Linked DNA regions of Pan troglodytes: all the other regions are linked to region 1. Evidence: chromatin contacts called from public HiChIP or PLAC-seq data. All regions are on one chromosome and are shown on one strand. The core of a region is the stretch at or near the end of the contact, and the rest is flanking DNA. Distances in the headings are between cores, read along the strand shown.

Region 1 (2,921 bases), core at 305-2,804:
CGGGCGCGGGCGCTCCCCGGAGTCTCAGCCCCGGCCGGCAGGGGGACGCGCGCGGGGGCCGCGCTAGCAGTGGCCGGAGGAGGCGAGCAGGGGCTCGGGCAGCTGCTTGAACAAGTTCCGCAGGGTGCTGAGCTCGCGCGACAGCTGCTCCACCTTCTTCTGCAGACGCTCGTTCTCGGCCGTGAGCTCCAGGACCTTGTGCTGCGTCTCCAGGTTGCGCATCTTGGCCTTGTCGCGGCTCTTGCGCACCGCGATGTTGTTGCGCTCGCGCCGGATCTTGTACTCGTCGCTGTGCTTGTCCACGGTCTTCTTGGCCTTGCTCTTGACCTGCGAGGGCGCCGGCGCGGCCCCCGCGTAGCAGGCGGTCGGGGGCGCCTTGGCGTCAGCGGGGCTCGGCGTGCCGGGCGGGCTGGACGACGAGGACGTGGAGAGGCTCCCGCTGCTGCCGCTCGGCACCGCCTGGTAGCCGAGGTAAGCGCGCAGCGCGTACGGGAAGCCCGCCGCCATGCCTGCGCCGCCGCCCGGCGCCCCGGCCTCCTCCTTCCGCTTGCAGTCCGCGGGCTCGAAGCCCGGCTCCGCCTTGAGCTCGGCGGGCGGCGGCGGCGGCGGGGGCGGTGGGTGCAGGGGCGCGAAGCAGCCGGGGTGCAGCGCGCCCTTGGCGGCCCCCAGGCGCCCCAGGCTCACGTAGCCGTACTCGGCCGGCTTCTTGCAGTTCTTGCCCCCGTAGTCGTCGGAGAAGAGGTCGGAGAGGAAGTCGTGGTGCTGCCCGGAGGAGGCGGGCGCGGGGGCGGGCGCGGGCGGAGCCGCCTCGAAGGTGTCCGTGGCCGTGGCGGGCGCCGGGGCCTGCGGCGCGCCCAGCGGCTCCAGGTACGGGCTGAAGTCGATGGCGCGCTCGTGGTCGCCGATGCTGCCCAGCTCGCCGGCGGGGGGGCGCGGCCCGGGTCTGGCCGCGGGGGGCGCCGCGGGGGCCGCCTTGCCGCCGTACGCAGCAGCCAAGCAGTCCGCCTCGTAGTAGAAGTTGGCCACTTCCATGGATTTAAAGGCAGGCGGCGGCGGCGGCAGGGGGAGACATGCTGGGTCCCAGGCCACCAGGCGTTGCATGAACGCGGGTGCCCGGGGAGGGGGCCTGGGGCTGCCCGCTCCGGCCGGCCCGCAGGTGGCGCGGCCTCCCTGCTCTGAGCTGTCGCCGCTGCGTCGCTGCTGCTGCTGCCGCCGCTGCTGGGGTGGCCGCTATTAGTGCGGGGGCTGGTGGCTGGACCCTCGGGTGGGTCCCCTTCCCAGTCCCGTGCGCGGCTCTGACTCGCTAAAGTTTCTCCTGAGCCCGGTTATTTATAAGGGCGGCCCGTAGCAACCGCTGCGTCACGCCGGCCCCTCCCGCCGCGCCGCCGGGACGCGAAGGACACGGCCGCGGCCGCCTGAGACCCCCGGGAGGACGGCGGCAGGGCGCAGCGGAGGGACCGGGCACCCGGAGCGCGTTTTCGGGGGGCCCCCGGAACGCAGGGGGCGGCCTCACGCCCCCTGCCCACCCCCGCCCGGCCGCCCCGGGATTGGGAGCGAGAGGGGGCGGTGCGACCCCGCCCCCGGACCGCCCCTCTGGGCTGGAGGCTGTCCTGGAAGGCGGGGGAATCGGAGGAGGGGGCGACCTGATCGCCTTCCCCCCGAGACGCGGCCCCGGCCCGCCCCCTGCTGGAGGAGGCGGAGGTTTCAGGAGGGCCGAGCAGAGCCCCGACGGCCGACCAGGGTCGGCTCCCCGGGCCGAACCCTGGAGACCCCAGCCCGCAGCTCTAGCTCCAGGAGAAGCTACCCATCTCCGTGGCCATTCCTCCCGTAAACTCCCACCTCCTCCCCAGGTCCCCGGCTTTAAAAAGAAGACTCCACGCCTGTGACGACTCCCCTCTTAAGCCACCGCCAATATGAGGACCCCGGGGGTCGGGGCGACCGGGCAGGATCGCGCTCCGCTTGGGGCTGGACCCTGGTCCACGGAGCCCCGCCCCTAGCCCCGCCCACCACACCTGCCGCCTGCTCCAGGCTTGGACACGCCCGGGTCTTCTCTTGCCCCGCGCCGCGCCACCCGACCTGGGCCCTGGGATGGGGCAGGGGCGGGGGGTGCTCGGCCCTGCCACACTGTGTGACCTTGGGTGAGTCACTTCACTTCTCCCAGCTGCAATCCATGAAGGGTGTCGCTACTGTTAGTGGTGGTGGCATTGTTCCCACCAGACTCCCAAACTAAGGCTTACGTTGTGGGCTGCACATCAGAGAGAAAGGGACCCCCACGGATTGTGCCAGTGGAGGCCCAGAGGGAGCATGGCATGGCATACCAAGGTCACATGGCCGCATGTCCCCCGTTCATCCCAAACGAAATGCCCTCATCTGAGCCCTAAGACCTATTGCCAGTCCCAGAGGCCAAAAACTTCTGTTTCTGAAGTTGCTAGGGAGGGACTTAAGCGAGGCCTCACGGGAGGGGGGTGGTATGCAGGAAAGAGAAGGAAAGAGAAAGATAAGTTTTTACCAAGTCCCTGCCCTGTGCTCAGGGTGGGCCTGGACCCCGAGGTTCAACTTTTTTCACCCCACCAGAAAGATGCTTTTGTTGCTGCCATTTCACAGATGGGAAAGCGACAACGGCCTGCCTGGACTTGAACACAGGCCCAAGGCCTTCTGACCACTTGCCCGCCTCTGCTGGGTAGGCTCAGGTTAGAGGGCCCTTTGCCCTCCCGGACCCATTCCTAGGCCATTGGGGCAGCTCCCTGGGCCCACCTCTCTGCCACTCCTAGCCCAGGCCACCTAGGCAGGAGCTCCCAGCCTACCCGGGGCTGACCCCCAGCCCACTGACCCCAGCCCTGGCCCCAGCGGGCAGGCGGGCATTGCTCAACCTTCGGTGTTATCTGCTGAGCTGGGGTGACCTCCGCCCCCAAGAGCTGGAG
Region 2 (2,921 bases), core at 208-2,707, 610 kb before region 1:
CTGGAATGCAATGGCTGATCTCAGCTCACTGCAGCCTCCGCCTCCCAGGTTCAAGCGATCCTCCTGCCTCAGCCTCCCAAGTAGCTGGGATTACACGCCCGGCTAATTTTTGTATTTTTAGTAGAGACGGGGTTTCGCCATGTTGGTCAGGCTGGTCTCGAGCTCCTGACCTCAGGTGATCCACCCGTCTCGGCCTCCCAATAGTGCTGGGATTACAAGCGTGAGCCACCACGCCTGGCGAGATAGATTTTTTTTTTAATGTCTCACTCTGTCGCCCAGGCTGGAGTGCAGTGGCATGATCAAGCCTCACTGCAGCCTCACTCTTCCCCGTCCCCTATCCCCATCCCAAGCAATCCTCCTGCCTCAGCCTCCCAGAATGCTGGGACCACTGGCACGAGCCAATACTCTGCCTAGGCAGATACAGATATCTACATTTGTAAATGCATTTTAAATGTCCGGAATGATTTATACCAAAGAGTTAATGCTGGTTTTCTAAGAAAACTAGAATTGGGGTGGGAGAGAAAAGAGAAAGGGGTGCATAGCCTTTATTTTAAATACTCCTGTACTGCTTTTGTGGTTTAAAAAGAGAATGGGTTGAATTTCTGACCGTAAATAACTCCTAGTGAACTCAGACAAATAACTTTTTCACAACAGCGTCGACAGATGCCTCCAGCCGGAAGGTAGAGGGTCTCGTTTTAGATCTGCTTTTCACTTGGTGCTTTTAAAATAGAAAGCGCAGACAGAGGCGTGGTGTTTTCGCTCCGAGCTGCAGCAGCGCAGCGCGGCTTCGGGGCTCCCCGCACAGCCGCAGCCTGAGGCGCCGCTCGGCCCGGGCACCGCTCGGAGGTAGCCGGGGCAGCAGAGGTCCCGGGGTCCGCCTCTCCCAGGGCCGGCCTGGCAAAGGGCGGCGCCTGAGGACCCGGCGGATGCTGGGGGACCCGGGTGGGGAGGGAAAGCGAACCTGGGCCTCCGGGGCCCGGTGTCGCCCGGAGGAGCGAGCAGGGACGACCCGCTGCACATCTCTGGGTGGCGCCCCGCAGCCACCCTTCAGGAAGGGGGGAATCCCCGGGCCCCCCACTCCGGGAGCGAGAGGATGCTCCGGGGAAGCCGAGGGTCCGGAGCCCGGACCCCTAACCGCGAGAACCCTCTCCTCCAACTCCACAGCCCCGTCCCCTACCTCGGCCCCAGGCTCGGGGGTCAGGAAGAGCGCGAGCTCGCGCGCCCCGCTGCGCACGGGCTCCGGCTGATCAGCGTCCACGAGCAGCATCAGGAGGGCGACGGGGTCCGGCTGGCGGAGGCTGCCTGGGAGCCCGTGGTTGCGCCCGGGCCTCGGAGCCCCGCCCCCGGTCCGCTGCATGCCCCGCGGCCCGCCTGGCGGAGGCGGGGCAGGTGCGCTCCCGGCGGTCGCGGCTCGCAGCTCCAGGAGCGCCGGGCCGAGCGGGCAGCGCCACCCAGTGGCGAGCGGCGCGCGCTGCGCCCGCCTCCGCAGCACCTGGGCATCAGTGCTTTGCAAACTCGCTTGCAGATGGCAGTCACCTGGAGCTCTTTTAGAATTTCCCAAGCCTGGACCACACCGTCTCTGGGTTAAGACCTGGGCATCAGGATCTTTTGATGTTTGCTAGGTGGTTCCAACCAGATTGTTGACCCAAAGCTAAATTTGAGAACTATTGGGGCAAGCCACCCCTCCCCATCGGAATCCCGGTAGAGTACAGGCTCCCGGCCCCGGACCCGGCCGTAAAATAGAATCCCCGGGGAGCTTTTAAAAGCCCGGAAGCCAGGCCTCGCATCAGGCCGATTAAGTCGGAATCCTTCGGAGTGGGGCTTGGGCATCGGTAGTTTCTAAAACTCCCCGGGTGATTCTAACGGGCGTCCGGGTTAGAGAGGCGCTAGCTTAGAGGAAGCCCAAAGCCGCCCGCCCCCCGCCCGTTCCCATCCTACTAAAGCATCTAGTTTGCATCGGGCGGAGGGTCCTGGAATTTAGGGAAGGCCGAGTGTAACGGTCCTCGTCTTCCTCTTCGGTGCAGATTTTAAAATAAACTTCACCAGGAAACTATTGAGCGCACTACATTTCACAACCGCACCCACTCCCTCCATGCCCTTGGAGGCCGGCCTAGATAGACCCTTTACAAGCCTTGGGGCTGAAGAGAGCGAGGTGCGCCTCATCTCCCACCCCAACAGTGCTAATGAGGAAAGTACTAAAAGGCAAATAGGTATAAGAAAAGTCTGAAGTTTTGATTTTTCGTTTGATGACTTATTTTTATTTTTAATTAATTTTTTTTTTTTTTTTGGAGACGGAGTCTCGCTCTGTCGCCCAGGCTGGAGTGCAGTGGTGCGATTTCGGCTCACTGTAACTTCCACATTCCGGGTTCAAGCAATTCTCCCCCTCCCTCAGCCTCCCGAGTAGCTGGGATTACAGGCGCCTGTCACCACGCCCGACTAATTCTAATTTTTGTATTTTTTAGTAGAGACGGGGTTTCGCCATGTTGGCCAGGCTGCTCTCGAACTCCTGACCTCAGGTGAGCCACCTGCCTCGGCCTCCCAAAGTGCTAGGATTACAGGCGTGGGCCAGCGCCCCCTGCCTGCTGACTTTTCTTTAAATGTTAAATCGCCTCACAAAAAAAAAAAAAAAAAAAAAAAAAAGGCTGAGCTGCTTGGGCAAACATAAGGAGACTCCATCTCTCTAAAAGAAAAAAAAAAAAATTAAAATTGCAGGGTGTGGTGGGGCACAACTGTAGTCCTAGCTACTGGAGAGGCAGATGCAGGAGGATTGTTTGAGGCCAGGAGTTCAAGGCTACAGCGAGTTATGATCGCACCACTGCACTCCAGCCTGTGTGACACAGTGAAACTCTGTCTTTTGTTGTTGTTGTTGTTTTTTAAAAAGGAGGGGCTGGTATCAAGGGTGCAAATAAATATATAGGACG
Region 3 (2,921 bases), core at 306-2,805, 540 kb before region 1:
TTTTCTGTGTTTTGGCCTTCTCAATTCTATTTTAAATGTTCTCAGGGCCCAGCCAGTGTCCTGTTTTGTATTCTGCAACGTCTAGAAGTTATTAAAAAGGCATGAAGGCTTTGCAAAAAAACAGCTTGAGGAAGTCATAACCTTTCTAAGCCTCAGTCTTCTCAGAGAATTGGGCTAGATTATCTAAGCTCCTTTTAACTCTTCAACTCAAGAAACGCTTGCTGAAAGTGTTCCCTTGGCTGCCGATCACCTTCAAATTCCAGCTCAAAACCCCCTTTGGAAGACATTCCCTAACTAATCCCACCCTACAGACTACCCTGCTCACCGAGCCTTGAGATTTAGAAATTCAGTGAATACCGAAGTAATTATCAGCAGATTGGCATACCGTTGGTCAAGGGGAAAAGCACTTGATGTGAGTAGGTAGCAGGATGGAATGAAAAGAGCATCTAGAGTCAAACTGTAAAGTGCTACTCCAACATAAGGTGATAGTACTAATTTTACAGATTAAATGCATACCAAAGTTAGTGCTGGAAAGAGCGCCAGCAGGAAGCAAAGCGAACTTTTAAAGGGCTGTTTAGTTCACTGGGCTCTCTCCTTCGCCACTCGATGCGCCCCTTAACCACAGAAAGTGGGAACAACGGGGTGGTCCAGGGCCCTTTACTCACAGCCCAGCAGGGAGGATTCTCCTACACCTTTTGAGCAGCCTCGCATTTCACTCAGTGTGTGCCATCCTTGGATATACCTTGGCCCCTACTCCCGTCCGTGAACACGGGAATGAGATTTACGGAATGAGATTAAATGCTGGACTAGGTCTTCTTCCTGCCGGGGCCAGGGGAGGACATTAGCGCCCCCTGACCCCCGCCACCCCCTCCTCGGCAAGTTTATTACCCACAGTCTCCCGACCGCACCGTCCAGACCCCGGGGCAGCTCAGCCCGTCGCCTCCCCCGGCGCTCCGAGCCTGGCCCGGCCTCTCCCAGGCCCCGGCCCCCCAGGCCCGCCGCTCCGCCCAGCCCGGGCCCCGCGCACCTTGCTCTTCACCTCCATGGTGCCCAGGCAGCCGCTGCCCGCCCCGTGCCGGTGGCTGCGGTTCATGCTGAACGCCGAGCCCCGCGACGGCCTCCTCCGGCCGGGCGGCCCCTCAGGAGCGCGGGGAGCGAGTGCGCGACTGGGGATCTCGGAAAGCGGTTGCGGCCCGGGCGCCTCCTCACAGGCACCTGCAGAGGGGGCGGCCGCAGCTCCGGCGTCCGCGCTGAGCTCCACTCCACCAGCTGCTCACACGGCGGGACCGAGGGTCGGACTGGTGGCGCGGCAGGCGGGGAAGCAGCTCCCTCCCTCCGGGCCCCGGCGGCGACGGCGACAGCGCTGGAGGAGAGGAGGGGGCGGAGCGGAGGCCACGGGCGCCGCAACCTCTCTCTCTGCCGCCTCCCCCGCGAGCCCGCGCGCGCGCACCCGAGCGGGCCACAGCCGCGGCGCGTGCGCGCGCTCACCTGCAGCCCCCGAAGATGCCGCAATCCCTCGCGTTCCGCCCACACCCAATAGAAAGCGCGCACCTGCGCCCGCGGCGCCAACCAATCGATACACGCCTCGCGCGGTGCGTGGGCGGGCTGCCGCCTCAAAACCCCGCCTACCACCGCACGATTGGTCCTGCGCTACGAGGGAGGGGCGGGATCACCTGAAGCCATGGCCCTCCGCCCCGCTTCAGGCCGGAGAGCCAGAAGGCGCATGCGCGGGTTCTGGAGTTTCCGCCCCGGGAAGGCACGCGGGGAGGCCGGCCGGAAGCGCGAGCGCACCTGAAGAAGGGCTCGGCTGGGTGGGCCTTTTGCGCACGCGCGAGCGCGCGCCTGGTTGCCCGGCTCCGCCGGGGCTCGCGCCGCTTGGCGCGCGCCAGTCACACGCACGGTCTAGGGGATTGGATGCGCCGCCCGGCCGGTTGCCGAGGCGCCGCGGGGCTATTCGGTTCCAGCCGGGCCCCCTTCCCGCTTCCACTTTGGGATGCTGCAGCCCCCAACGACGCCCCTCCACCGCCCCTTATCGTTGCTTAGGCGTCCCGCTGCAACTCTTGGTTGCAAAATTCAAGTTTTCCCGCCTCTGCGGCGGTTGCTGGGGGAGAAGCTTAGGGCTCTCTTGGCTTGATTTTGTCCGAAGAGACTCTGCACGCCTTAAGTCCGTCAGGTCGAGAGGGAAGGAAAGTGGGCTGAGGCGCGGGAAGGCTCCTTGCAGGCCCAGCCTCCCTGAGGATTTCTAGTTCAGTCTTTCAGGGCTTTTTTTTTTTTTTTTTTCTTTAAAAGTCTTCCTTTTCCCTCCTCCCGCCATTCCTTGGCCACTCGCTGTTTCTACAAATGACAGCCTCTAGGTTGTGTTCGTTTCCCGGAGTGACCAAGCTGTGTCCCAGAGCAACAAAACGCTGAATCCTCCTCTCTGAACGTCTCAGAGCCCGGCCTCTCTTCACACAGACCCTGTTGGTCATGGGGAGGAGAGGAGAAGACTGAAGCTTTTGGCTGGAGGAGATTCCCAGGTCCCAAGGTCTCCCTGTGGGACTTGGGAATCCAAGAGCTGTTGAAACCTGCAAGCCAGGAAGGGGACAGGGGAATGGAGGTGGAGGGGAAGGTCCAACCTGAGATTTGGCAAGAAGAGTGGTTAGGGTACCTTCCTCCCCTCATCTCCCTGCCCACCTCGGAGGCCTCCTAACACTTGTACCCCTGTTGCCCAGCACTTGTGACAAGTTCCAGGTTTTCCATTTTTGTGTGCATCTGAGTTTTGTGAGTAATCTGCCACCAGCCTAGAATGAAAGCTCCCGAAGGCGCAGGGACGGCTTGTGCTTTGCTGGCATTGAGTGGCACAGAACCCGACTCCCAGCGGGTACTCAGATGGGTCTTTGCTGGGTGCTGCCACTGAGGGTGTCCCTTCTGCAGGCTCTTTG

Evidence for each region. HiChIP or PLAC-seq counts read pairs in DNA pulled down with a chosen protein or histone mark.
Region 2: a contact with region 1 is called in an H3K4me3 HiChIP or PLAC-seq map of stem cell-derived excitatory neurons, with 7 times the contacts expected there. The contact joins the promoter of BCAS4 here to the promoter of CEBPB in region 1. A contact is called at or near these places in 1 of 7 Hi-C or Micro-C datasets (stem cell-derived neural progenitor cells) and 1 of 1 datasets of contacts at active chromatin or transcription factors (stem cell-derived excitatory neurons).
Region 3: an H3K4me3 HiChIP or PLAC-seq map of stem cell-derived excitatory neurons shows a contact between it and region 1, with 5 times the contacts expected there. The contact joins the promoter of PARD6B here to the promoter of CEBPB in region 1. A contact is called at or near these places in 1 of 7 Hi-C or Micro-C datasets (stem cell-derived neural progenitor cells) and 1 of 1 datasets of contacts at active chromatin or transcription factors (stem cell-derived excitatory neurons).

What each region holds. Positions count from the first base shown.
Region 1 is chr21:56,476,517-56,479,437 of NHGRI_mPanTro3-v2.0_pri, reverse strand. It overlaps CEBPB (CCAAT enhancer binding protein beta), which reads right to left and starts at 1,554. Exons shown (of 1, transcript XM_525353.8): 1 at 1-1,554. The coding sequence starts at 1,101. The coding sequence ends at 64.
Region 2 is chr21:57,083,604-57,086,524 of NHGRI_mPanTro3-v2.0_pri, reverse strand. It overlaps BCAS4 (breast carcinoma amplified sequence 4), which reads right to left and starts at 1,457. Exons shown (of 6, transcript XM_063803110.1): 1 at 1,178-1,457. The coding sequence starts at 1,357.
Region 3 is chr21:57,019,583-57,022,503 of NHGRI_mPanTro3-v2.0_pri, reverse strand. PARD6B (par-6 family cell polarity regulator beta) reads right to left here and starts at 1,555. Exons shown (of 3, transcript XM_003317010.7): 1 at 1,028-1,555. The coding sequence starts at 1,093.